2 separate regions of the Sander lucioperca genome follow, and region 2 is linked to region 1. Evidence: chromatin contacts called from public Hi-C data. All regions are on one chromosome and are shown on one strand. Each heading gives the region's core, a stretch centred on a gene start, on an enhancer-like site or on the middle of the called end of the contact. The rest is flanking DNA. Distances are from core to core; before and after follow the strand shown.

Region 1 (5,517 bases), core at 1,741-4,240:
TCTCATATGTACTTTGTTCCCTTTTTGTTGTGTGACTCGCAGAGTAAATCCCTATAATTCCATCGCCTCCCCTTCCTACTGTTCCATACTCAGTAAATCAATTGTTTATTAGTCCCCCAGCATATCCTGTGATAACACTTCCTTTGTTGGGAGGTAATTGGATTGAACTGCGTGATGGTGAGGAGGGGAGTATTGGTGGGGGGGATCGAGCAGTTTTCTTTCTGTTATGAGGTAGTCTTAGGAGGCAGGAGTTAGTCAAGTGTGAGACCCACAGTTTACACTTCTCTGCTCTCTGACCGCCCTTTAAAACTATTTGTGGTACCATTTTTGCTTTCATGTCACAGGATATGTCCCAACTGCATTCTGTTCTAGAGATGTGTGTATGTGTGAGTGTGTGAGAGTGAATAAAGCCTCTTACAGTGTACCTTATTCTCAACCTCCTCCCTCTCTCCTTCAGCCATGTTCGACAGGGAAAATAAAGGCGGGGTGAACTTCAACGAGTTTGCCGGTGTGTGGAAGTACATCACAGACTGGCAGAACATCTTCAGGAACTACGACAGGGACAACTCCGGCTTCATCGATAAGAACGAGCTCAAACAGGCGCTGACTGGATTCGGTGAGCAGCAAAGTATGCTTCTGTAGTTTACCTTTGAATGTGGTGGAGGGCTCCACAGCTGTCTCTAGGAATGTCCTTTCTCTGGGTCAAAGGTCAGCTTTTGTCTTTTCAGTAGCTCAGTCTATGTTTGGAAAGAACCAGTATGCCATTGGTAATTTGTTTCTTAATGGAATAGTTTGGAATTCCGCTCATGTAGTAATTACATGTTATTTTTACATCACACACATGGAGTTCCACCTTGCCATTAACAATGCAGAACAAACAATAGGGGACAAATCGTTTTTTAGCACGAAAAAACATGAATGTTTCAGACATGATTCCACAGAAATGTAACTTAGCAAATAAAATAAATAAAACTGATTTTGCATGCTTTCTGTTTGCCTTTGTGAAAGTGTCTACAGCAAAATCCCTAAAGGCTTTTTATTTACAGTAAGTTCCATAAAGGCCAGAAGAGTCATAATCAATATGTTGCGGGCAAAAAAAAAAAAAAGAATGACAAGGCTTTGAGTGTCCTCTGTCACTACTGAGGAGCCTCAGGTGCTCAGAGCATGGACGTCAGGCTTTTCAAAGTTCACGTTTGTTTTCAAAGGCTGTGTAGGTCTCCATAATGGGGACAAACCAAGTTCAAATATAAGTCCAGTACATTGTTAATGTCTTGTTTGCTGTTGTGTGCAGGCTATCGTCTATCAGATCAGTTCTACTGCACGCTGATAGAGAAGTTTGACCGCCAGAGGAAGGGACAAGTTGCCTTCGATGACTTCATCCAGTGCTGTATTGTACTACAGGTAACAGATTCACACTACATCAAAATAAACCTGTAAGCACAAATATAGGATGCCCATTGGTTTACTATTTGCATCACAACAAGGATACTCTTGTATTCATAGGATTCAAAAGGGAATTTTAAATGATCCATATTTAAGAAACCCATTACAGTCCTCCCTTAATAGACTATTAATCTCCTGTAGAAGTTCCACTTGAGTCTGTATGTTCCGTTTCAGTAATTACACACACACACACACACACACACACACACAATTAAAATGGAAGCTGCCAAGCGTACTGTAACCATAACCCTTTTGCTAATAACAGTAGCTTTTGAATTGCCTCGCTCAAGGTCTCACAATAGCTCTAGAAGTGTCAGCCATTCACTTTGTTTGGACCTTTTTTTAGACCTAGATTTGAATGAATGATATATCTGCGTCTCCAGAAGTATAGGGTAAAGAATTCAAGCATGTATATTATTCAGTGACCCAGTGTTGAATGTCTGTTAACTATGGTAGTAAATGCATGAACGATGATGATGATAATGTAAAATCGTGATTGAAAGTGTTGAAACAAAAGATGTTTCAATATGACAACTCATTTGTGTGAATAAATGTATATCCGTTTTGCATTGGAAACTTTGGAGCAATGAGAAATTGAGATGAACATGAGAAGTTAAATTCACTATTTTCCCCTCCTTTCCACAGAGGTTGACTGATGTGTTCAGGCGGTACGATACAGACCAGGATGGCTGGATCCAGGTTTCATATGAACAGTATCTATCCATGGTCTTCAATATAGTATAACGTACACGGATCACCACAAAAGAGCACAACTGGACACAACTGTGCCAAAGCTACCGGCAACTCCCAGATGTCTGCCATGGAGGACACTACAAGATTTTTTTAAACCTAATCCTTAGCCCGAGTTGGGCTGTTTCACACAAATTTATATGATGAATACAAGAAAACTGAGAGGAACCTTCAGTTTGTTTTTAGGTTGTAATATCCTCCAGATGACAGTATTTATCTGGAGATACAACTACAATGCTTCATGTATTTAAAAAAAAATCTTGTAGTGTTTTGTTTGATGACAAATCTGAACTACTTCTGGGTTGGGGTTGGGGAATATCATGGACACATCCTGTCGTTCTGTCTGTCTATTATTGTCAACAAACTTTTTAACGTCTTAACTTTAATTGATACAATTAAAAAATAACTGTTAGAGTAAAAATGATGCATTGTAAGTATGATTTAAGATGCATGCTTTTCAGGGAAATTTAGCCCCACGTTGAAGCATGCTTTCCCTTTCTCTTGTCTTTTCCTCAGCCCTATTTTGCTCAAAGACATGTTTACAAAAACGGTGAAAGCAGGTGATGTCCTGCTTCGAGATTCACTGACATGCCAGCTTACATGCCATATTTGTACAAACTTATTTTTAACTGCAAAATATTCAAATGTTAGCACATATAGGTAGAGGGTAAGCATAATGCCTTTTAGTATGGCTTATTTTTTGTGCATGATGCCTTAAAATGTGTAAAAAGAACACAAAGAGAAATCTTTTATTAAAATACAAAGAAAATCCAATGTGGAGTTGGCTTTCATCATTTATAGGACCACAGACGTTACATTGCAGAGGAACAGTTGCAAAGTGGCTCAATGTCGCCATCTGCTGAACGTTAGTAGTTTTTACCACCGCAATGCACCAATATGTCCCAGAACCTTGTCCAGTGTTCTTGTTTCAGTGGGGGAGTATAAAAGTGTCACACCTCCATTTCAGAGTTGTGTGAGTTGTGTTGTTGTAGTTAGTTAGCTAGTATACTGCGTGAAGAGTAGAATTTATTACGCTCATTTTTACAGTCATTTAGAATCATTTGTGAAATGCTTTAGCGCTTAATTTGTTTATGAGTTAAACTAGAGCTTCTACGTTTTTCACGAGTGAGTGTTAGCAATGGCGCTGAAGTATTTTAGGACGTTGACACCAATTTTAAGGGCTACCTATCACAGTAAAACATTTGGACAGTCGATAAAGGCGAGTTTGTTGACAGTTCAATTATACAGCACTGCAACTGGAGGTGACGACACAGGAACAGGTATGTGTGGAAACATGCAGTAAGTCATTAATGACTGTGGGGGGCAGCAGACGCTGCCATAATTCCATTAGACATTACACACCTGTACTACGTCACACTCAATTTTAATTCATGCGAGGACTGTAGACTATGGATGTATTATAAGAACAAAGTCTTCAAAGCAAGCTATCATAGAGTCGACCCAGAACACAAATGTCCACAAAACGCGTTTCACAGATAAATTGCATTCATTACGTGACCGTTAGACCTTATTTTACAACATAGGCCTACATGTTGAGGGGTTATAACCCATATCAGAAGCACCGGTGTAATTAATAAGCTCAAATAATAAGCTCAGTTCCATTAAGTGACCAATGGAGCCAGCATGCACATATACCATTTATTTGTACCACTTTCCGGGCATGGTGAAAATAAATGGAATGCAACCATTATTAATGATTTTAGTCCCACCGGTATGTTAAAACGTGCTATAAAAATAGTTGCTTTCCTAATTAGGGCTGCTTCTATTTTCATTTCGTGTTTACGAAATTTCTTTTCTTTCTTTTTTCTTATTAAATTATTTTAGTCAGTTATCAAAATAGTTGGTGACACATTTTGAATCACCTAATCATTTCAGAGCTATTCATTGTTTTTGCTGTTTAAAAATGTGCTCCATCAAATATATAGAACCCCTATCAGAAACAATTATACCACTAAAATATGATTGCGTATCTCAGCATTACTCATTACTCTTACTGCTTGTTACTCGGACTCAAAGCTGAAGTCCTAAAGTGTAACTGTGAAATAAAATGGAAAACAACACTACACACAGGAAACGTGCTTCCACTTCCCTGCACACACTGCACGGTGTGATTTGTTTGAGGTGTAGCAGAGTAGAAAGGGCTGCCTGAGACAAATTGCCTTCTTTTCTTTTTTTCATCCTGCCATGCCTCACTTTACTGGGTTTTGTTTAGCAGTCTCTTCTCCTTAGAATAGCCTGTGTGAGCGAGGTTAATGCGCTCAGTAGCTTTGTTTGCCTTTCCTGGATGGAGTTGCCTCTGGCTGTGGTTGACAGCTGGATTCCCTGGGATGACCCTAAACAATGTCAGGTCAACTGCCTGCTGCAACCTCAAGCCACACTCACTGGCACACTCACACACACTTTATAAACACACACTTAGACAGAGCGGGAGCCAAGGCCCTCACCTCAACCCAGACCATCTCTTTCATTGTTTCACTGTCTGTTACTGTTTCTGTTATCAAGTCTGTCCACAACGATTTACATTCCATCTCCATCCCTTCTTCTGTTGAGGTCAAACTTAATGTCTCTGGGCCGGCCTCTTTCTAAGTGTTGTGGTCCATATTTGTTTCTGTCTGTGCATCTTTATCATTCTCTGTCATTAGTTGCGGGACAGACTGTGGTCACAGAGCGCAGGGGGTCCGTGGTTACCGTGGCGATAAACCGGCTTGAGGTGCGTAATGCGGTGAACCAGGAGACGGCGAGGCGTCTGCTTGAAGAGCTGGAGGCCTTCGACAGTGACCCAGACTTAAACGTGGCTGTCCTGCATGGGAAAGGTAAGAGTTAGAAGGGATGGGTGAAAATTTGCTTTTTAATTCAGTGTCTTGCTCATACTTCATTCAGGCAGATATTTACAGACATACTACAGAGTTTGAGCCTGGTTAAAATCCTGTTGAGGGATTCTGTCCCTAGTTTCAGGCCAACCAGCCGTCCTCGGCGTCAGTCATTTTTCCCTAGGTCCTGTGTTTCCTCTTCCCCTATTTATCTGCTCCTCCTTTTTTTTTACATTTCAGCTTTACAACTGGTCATCGAGTCTTTTGGAATATCATGAAATTCTGAAGCCATTATGCTTATTTGCTTTCTTGCAGAGAAAAAGACATTTTATCATCATTTTAAGATCCTGAAACTACTGCCAGCAGCCGGTTAGCTTAGCCAGTTTAAACAGCTATCCTGGCTCTGTGCAAAGGTAACAAAATGTACCTACCATGTTATATCCCGTCCGTACAATGGGGCTTTTTGGACTATTTCTTGGCCGGGAGTAGTAAC
Region 2 (5,517 bases), core at 2,198-4,697, 130 kb after region 1:
TTAGTTTGAGCTTGTTTCTACAACACTTGTGCTTTAAACACACCTGCTCAGAAGGGCTCCTTTAACATTTAATGATCTGGCTTTCAGTGCTTAGAATATCTCGCCTTGGTGCTAAACTCCAGGTTCCTTTCAACTTGAGGCAGATGCAAATTTATCATCAGCACCCTTCAGGCAGGCATCCATTAAAAATCTTGAAATGTTGAAAACTTCACGGCCAAGGAACAATCACATGATTGCTTGTTTAAAAATTACATATTCCAGACCTTTTAGGTGCCGTGAAAATTCCATGCGCTAAAGACAGAAACTTTTGAGTTTGATGGCCTGTGAAATGCCACGTTGTTAATCACACTTTCATATTCACGATTTGGAAAATGTTGAGTCTTGTGCAGGCACAAAACCTCTACGTTTTATGCCAACGGCCGAGTTCATCAATCAAAGGCGATTTTTTGCACATGCAGAACTGACGTCCATGTCCATAACAAACACAAGCATGGAATAAGAGAGGTTTGTTCATTCACACCCTCGCAAACATCAACTGATTAGAGGAGTGAAAACTTGGTCAAGTCCTTCTTCTTTTCGCTGTACTTGGTGCTAAGTTGTCCTACAGCCTTGGCGTGCTCTTCATTCACCTCCTCCTTTAATCTCTGCTGTTCTTTTAGAAACTCTGCCCAATCATCTTTCAAATGCTCCATGTTCACCTGCAGTTGCATGCTCTGGAAGGACACAAGAAGATGAGAAATTATGACGTTTGTCTCAATTCTCCTTCTTGTACTACTTCTAACCTCTTGCATTTATAAACAACACTATATATGCTGATCATGTGGTGTCTGGACACTGGCATTCAGCCTACAGGTGCTGTATATACAGTATAGTAGACACAATATCATAAATGCCTGTACAATCTGCAATCCAATTGTTTTTTTTCCTAGGCTATGATAATGTGTCATTAGAAGAAGTGTCACATGCTAGAAGTCCTTTGCCTTGGGTAGTTTTTACCTGCTGTGCCTCTAGCTCCCTCTGCTGGACTCTCTCTGCCATGTGATTAGCAGCCTCCACTGTGGGAAACAAAACATATTCTTAATATTTATATTCAAAACACAACATAGATATAAAAACAACTTTCTTGTGTCATCTGATCATCATAGGAATTCAAAATATAGTACAGTTATTTAAAACATAGTGTGTTGTTGAATGTCTCGTATCTCTCTCTATATATATATCTCTCTCTCTATATATATATATATATATATATATATATATATATATATCATATACACACACACACACACACCTGCATTAGCAATAGACATGGCAATCAGCACATTATTTTCATAAAATATTGCATTATATTACTTTATTTCTAAAGACATGGCAACAAATCTTAGCGTCTAATTAGATGTCAGGTGAAGCATGTAATGACACAATCTTGGCACATTCTCAAGTGTGAATCTGAGAGAGGAGACTTACACCGTTTAACAACATCAGACAGCATGCCCTCTAAATCTGTTGGCAGGATTTGCTCATTTGTTTCCGAAACCATTTTATTGAGGTTCTCCAGCAGTCTGCTCTCCCTGTGTCCACGTTTTTCCTAAACAGCCGAAAGCTCAGTGTTGTCACACACATACCACATAGTACACTGAAAACACAAGTTTCTTAAAGTGCTCATATTCAGGTTCATAATTGTATTTAGAGGTTGTACAAGAATACATTTATGTGGTTTAATTTTCAAAAAACACCATATTTTTTTTGTACTGCACATTGCTGCAGCTCCTCTTTTCACCCTGTGTGTTGAGCTCTCTGTTTTAGCTACAGAGTGAGGCATCGCACTTCTGTTCCATCTTTGTTGGGAGTCGCACATGCGCAGTAAGCACAGCTAGCTAGTCAGTTGCAGAGTATGAGGGTATGCCATGCTAGCAGCTAGGCGAGCATTATAAAGTGTGTTACAAAGTGACACACATTCGTCACGGAAGTAAAGGCTGGACTACAATAGAGCTGTTTAGAGCAGTTTGTGAACAGTGTTTTCTCTGGAAGATGGTAAGTCCCTTTGGGGTGGACTTTGGGCTTTTTCACTTTGTAAACCTATTACATGCACAAAAAGATAAACACAATAAAAGGAAAGGGAAAAAGCCAAAAAGCATAATATGAGCACTTTAAGTCGTTTAGTCTTGCACTGGGTCTTAACATATAGCTTTCATTAAAATGAGTGCGACAAATTACACTCATGGCATTGACTTTTTAATAACAGAAAAATACTGTATCTTTAAAGTAATAAATCCTTCCACTAAATATGTTATTTGGCTAAGAAATATTTCTGAACAAGCCGATCTGCACTAAAAACCTTCAATTGGTGTGGCCTGCAGATTCTCAGCGACTGATGTACAGCTTAGTCAGTGACAGCAGTGTTGAAGGACAAACAAATCTAAATAAAAGGTAAAAAGTCCAAATATCTTTCATCAGTGGTACTGACTGAACCCACAAGACAAACACCAAGGCACCGTGTTACGTCATCATCACAACTGTAAATAATTCTAGAATTTTAAAAATGGTCTTTAGTCTTATAAATAATATATTTGTCATGCGGGTACCTCAAACTCTCTCACGAAGTAGCGGACCTCTGCATTGATGATTGGTCTGTGGTCTAACAGTCGGGACTGGATATCACCCACATCTGCGGCACCAAACAGCTCAAATTAGATTCGGTTAAAACAACACTGGGAAACACAGGATACATTTTAACAACATTATGAAAGTTAATATCATGTTTTAAAACCATAATTCAAGCACGCCTTAATAATCTGCGCATGCCTTTAATGTTGTGTTAGATAGCCTGCATGCTATACAATATAGGCCATCATTGTATCATTATTAACCTAATTACAACCTTATTCCTTCTTTTGAAAGCTTGAGAAAGTATAGTGTTAAGTAAGAAAATCAAACAAGTCATAATGTCTATCACACTGTTGCTGACACTAAATGATACTTTGAATAGACTCTTATCTATCTGTAGGCCTACCTTATCAGCTAATAAGATAATAAAAGGTAAACAGCGAGGAAAACACGCTAATATGCCGAAAATGAGAAGGATTTTTTTCTGCTGTCGATTTCACTCACCTTTAGCAATTTTGTCCATTCTTACAAACGCTGCTGGCACGTTAATTTTAGTAGTTAAATTAAAGTTGTCTCCTTTGGAGCAGCTAGCTCAACCAGCTAGCTAGTTACTAACTAAGTGCTAGCTAATCACTTGCTAAATGTTCCAAATGCTCAGCTAACTGGCAACTAATTGTGAAAGCGAAAACGCTACCTAGCTGACCTAAACTATCTGTCATTAACGTAGCCTTTATTTTAATGACATAGTAATAAAGACCACCTACAATATGACAAAAACTGCAATGCTCTTTTGCTAATTGCAGTCATGTGAATGGAAGTCAGCTGACTGCAATGTAAATATTTACTACTACTTCCGGGTACGAGGCCATGGACTGGACCAAACGGCTGAGAGAGGGGTGTCACATTCACTTTAGTAAGATGTCCTCTCGTGGTTTGAGCTTCTTCTTTTTTACCAGTCCACTTAAAATACTCTCTCATGCAGTCTTGATTTAAGGTAAGCTACAGTGACGAGTTTTTAACTCTGGAAGTTTTAAATGTCTGCAAGCTTGTGTGTGTGTGTGTGTGTGTGTGTGTGTGTGTGAGACACCGGATGAGAGACAGTAGAGTAGACTGAGGTTTTGCTTGACTGAGGACAGCAGATGTCAGTCTTGCTCTGTGGTGGAGCAGAGTGACATCAAAACCTAGTTTTAAAAGTAATTTCCACACAAAAATTGTCTACTCAAAATGCACTGAATTGACCAATAATATAGGAATTTGTCTTTTTAAATACAGACTCAACATTTTTCCTGACTTTGTGGCTTAAAAATAAATCATGTTCCACAGTCTGCTTGCACTCTTTCCCCTGGTTCATTTAAATCATAGTAGACTACCACTTTGTAATAAAAAAATACATTGCAACCAATGGCTTTATTTATGAGAACTCATTCCTACTTCTGCATTATAATTCAATAATAATCCATTAATAAGAATAACTTTGAGGTTGCCATTATGTAAAAGCAAGTATCCTGCTGGTGGAGGAGGATACACCAGTGTCTACAATAATTCCTTTATTAATCCCAAACAGACTAATAGCTGTGATGGATTTGTAGTATTCTACACTATTATAATAGGATTATAGTATCTAATATTCATACAGCGTCCACAGATGGTTACTCACATTGCGTATTTAGTATTTAATATTGAGTATTTATTGATCTTATCAGATGTGCAGTGCACACAGGAGACACTAATAATCCTATTATAATAGTGTAGAATACTATGACTCCATCACAGCTATTAGTTCCTTTGGAATAACAAAGGACATGTTGTATGTAGTGATACTACAGTAGATAAATATAGCATGGTGAATGATAATCTCACCTAAGACATTAGCAAACACATCTTTGTATGGGTATGGGGTATGGAGGAGGCCCCTTTTGCTGAGTATCTATGTTGGGATGGATACATTAATTTGTATTTTTTTAGGTATACAACAATTGCATTAATACAGATGTCACTATGGTGAAATTTGCTAGATTAAGGTATAAGACATAAGTACATTTATAGAAGGCACGTTTCTTTGAAAACACCAGAGTCACCACAAGATGGCACCAAATGTCTCATATTAGTTTAGAAAATCCAGGTCTGGCAAAGCCCCGGTGACAGAATTATCTTGGATTAGCAAATGCTTTTATTACACTTTATGAAATGCAAATGTATTGGCATATATGTATTAATAAACACAGCACTTGTGGCAAGAGCAGAGTGCATGCAGATATTCAGTGTGAGAGAGAAGAGGCATTGTTTGGGGCACACGTTGCATATTAGTTGTCAAAAGTTTGTTTGCGAGCCCTAAATTCATTAGGACTGTCATGCTCTGTTAAGAGAAAATCATTAAGGCCCCACTTAAGTCCCCCACTGTCCACATTGTTTAGTTAAACACTTATTACATGCACCATTAGTTTTGATTTGGGCCTATTAAGGGGATTAAATGATTGATCAACAGCCGAGGGATAAGAACAAGCCCTTCACTGCAGCCTCATTTTTGTCATGTGCTTTGTTTATTCATGATTCTGCAGGGTGAAATTAAAAATATTTAGATCAACTTCTAACTGAATGGTAGAGAGGCTGGTTAAATGCAGCATTCTTTACCATATTTAGATGGAATAAAATAGTAGAGTTACATACATCTAATGTGTGGTTTACACTAATAAACAATATGAAGATATATTAAAGAGGTACTTACTGTATATATTATATTTGTAGATTATATAGATATATGTAGATTAATAAAAAGGTGTGTAATAGCAATTTAAAAACTCAAACTTTTGACATTTTCAAATAACAAAATCATTTAAAAAAGAATAATTGTTGTTTGTAGACCAGTAATAACAGACTAAAAATAGATGTATTCATTGGAAGTCTTTAATA

The links. A called contact is a pair of places that touch in the nucleus more often than the background predicts.
Region 2: a contact with region 1 is called in a Hi-C map of liver, with 3 times the contacts expected there. The contact joins the promoter of bloc1s5 here to the promoter of zgc:101569 in region 1. A contact is called at or near these places in 2 of 2 Hi-C or Micro-C datasets (liver and muscle).

The regions. Positions count from the first base shown.
Region 1 is chr1:17,567,592-17,573,108 of SLUC_FBN_1.2, forward strand. It overlaps zgc:101569 (probable enoyl-CoA hydratase), which reads left to right and starts at 2,991. Exons shown (of 9, transcript XR_004104094.2): 1 at 2,991-3,473; 2 at 4,857-5,027. It overlaps pdcd6 (programmed cell death protein 6), which reads left to right. Exons shown (of 6, transcript XM_031294554.2): 4 at 458-616; 5 at 1,292-1,401; 6 at 2,089-2,451. The coding sequence ends at 2,187.
Region 2 is chr1:17,696,431-17,701,947 of SLUC_FBN_1.2, forward strand. It overlaps bloc1s5 (biogenesis of lysosome-related organelles complex 1 subunit 5), which reads right to left and starts at 3,448. Exons shown (of 5, transcript XM_031294546.2): 1 at 3,112-3,448; 2 at 2,586-2,668; 3 at 1,468-1,588; 4 at 997-1,055; 5 at 1-713. The coding sequence starts at 3,130. The coding sequence ends at 540.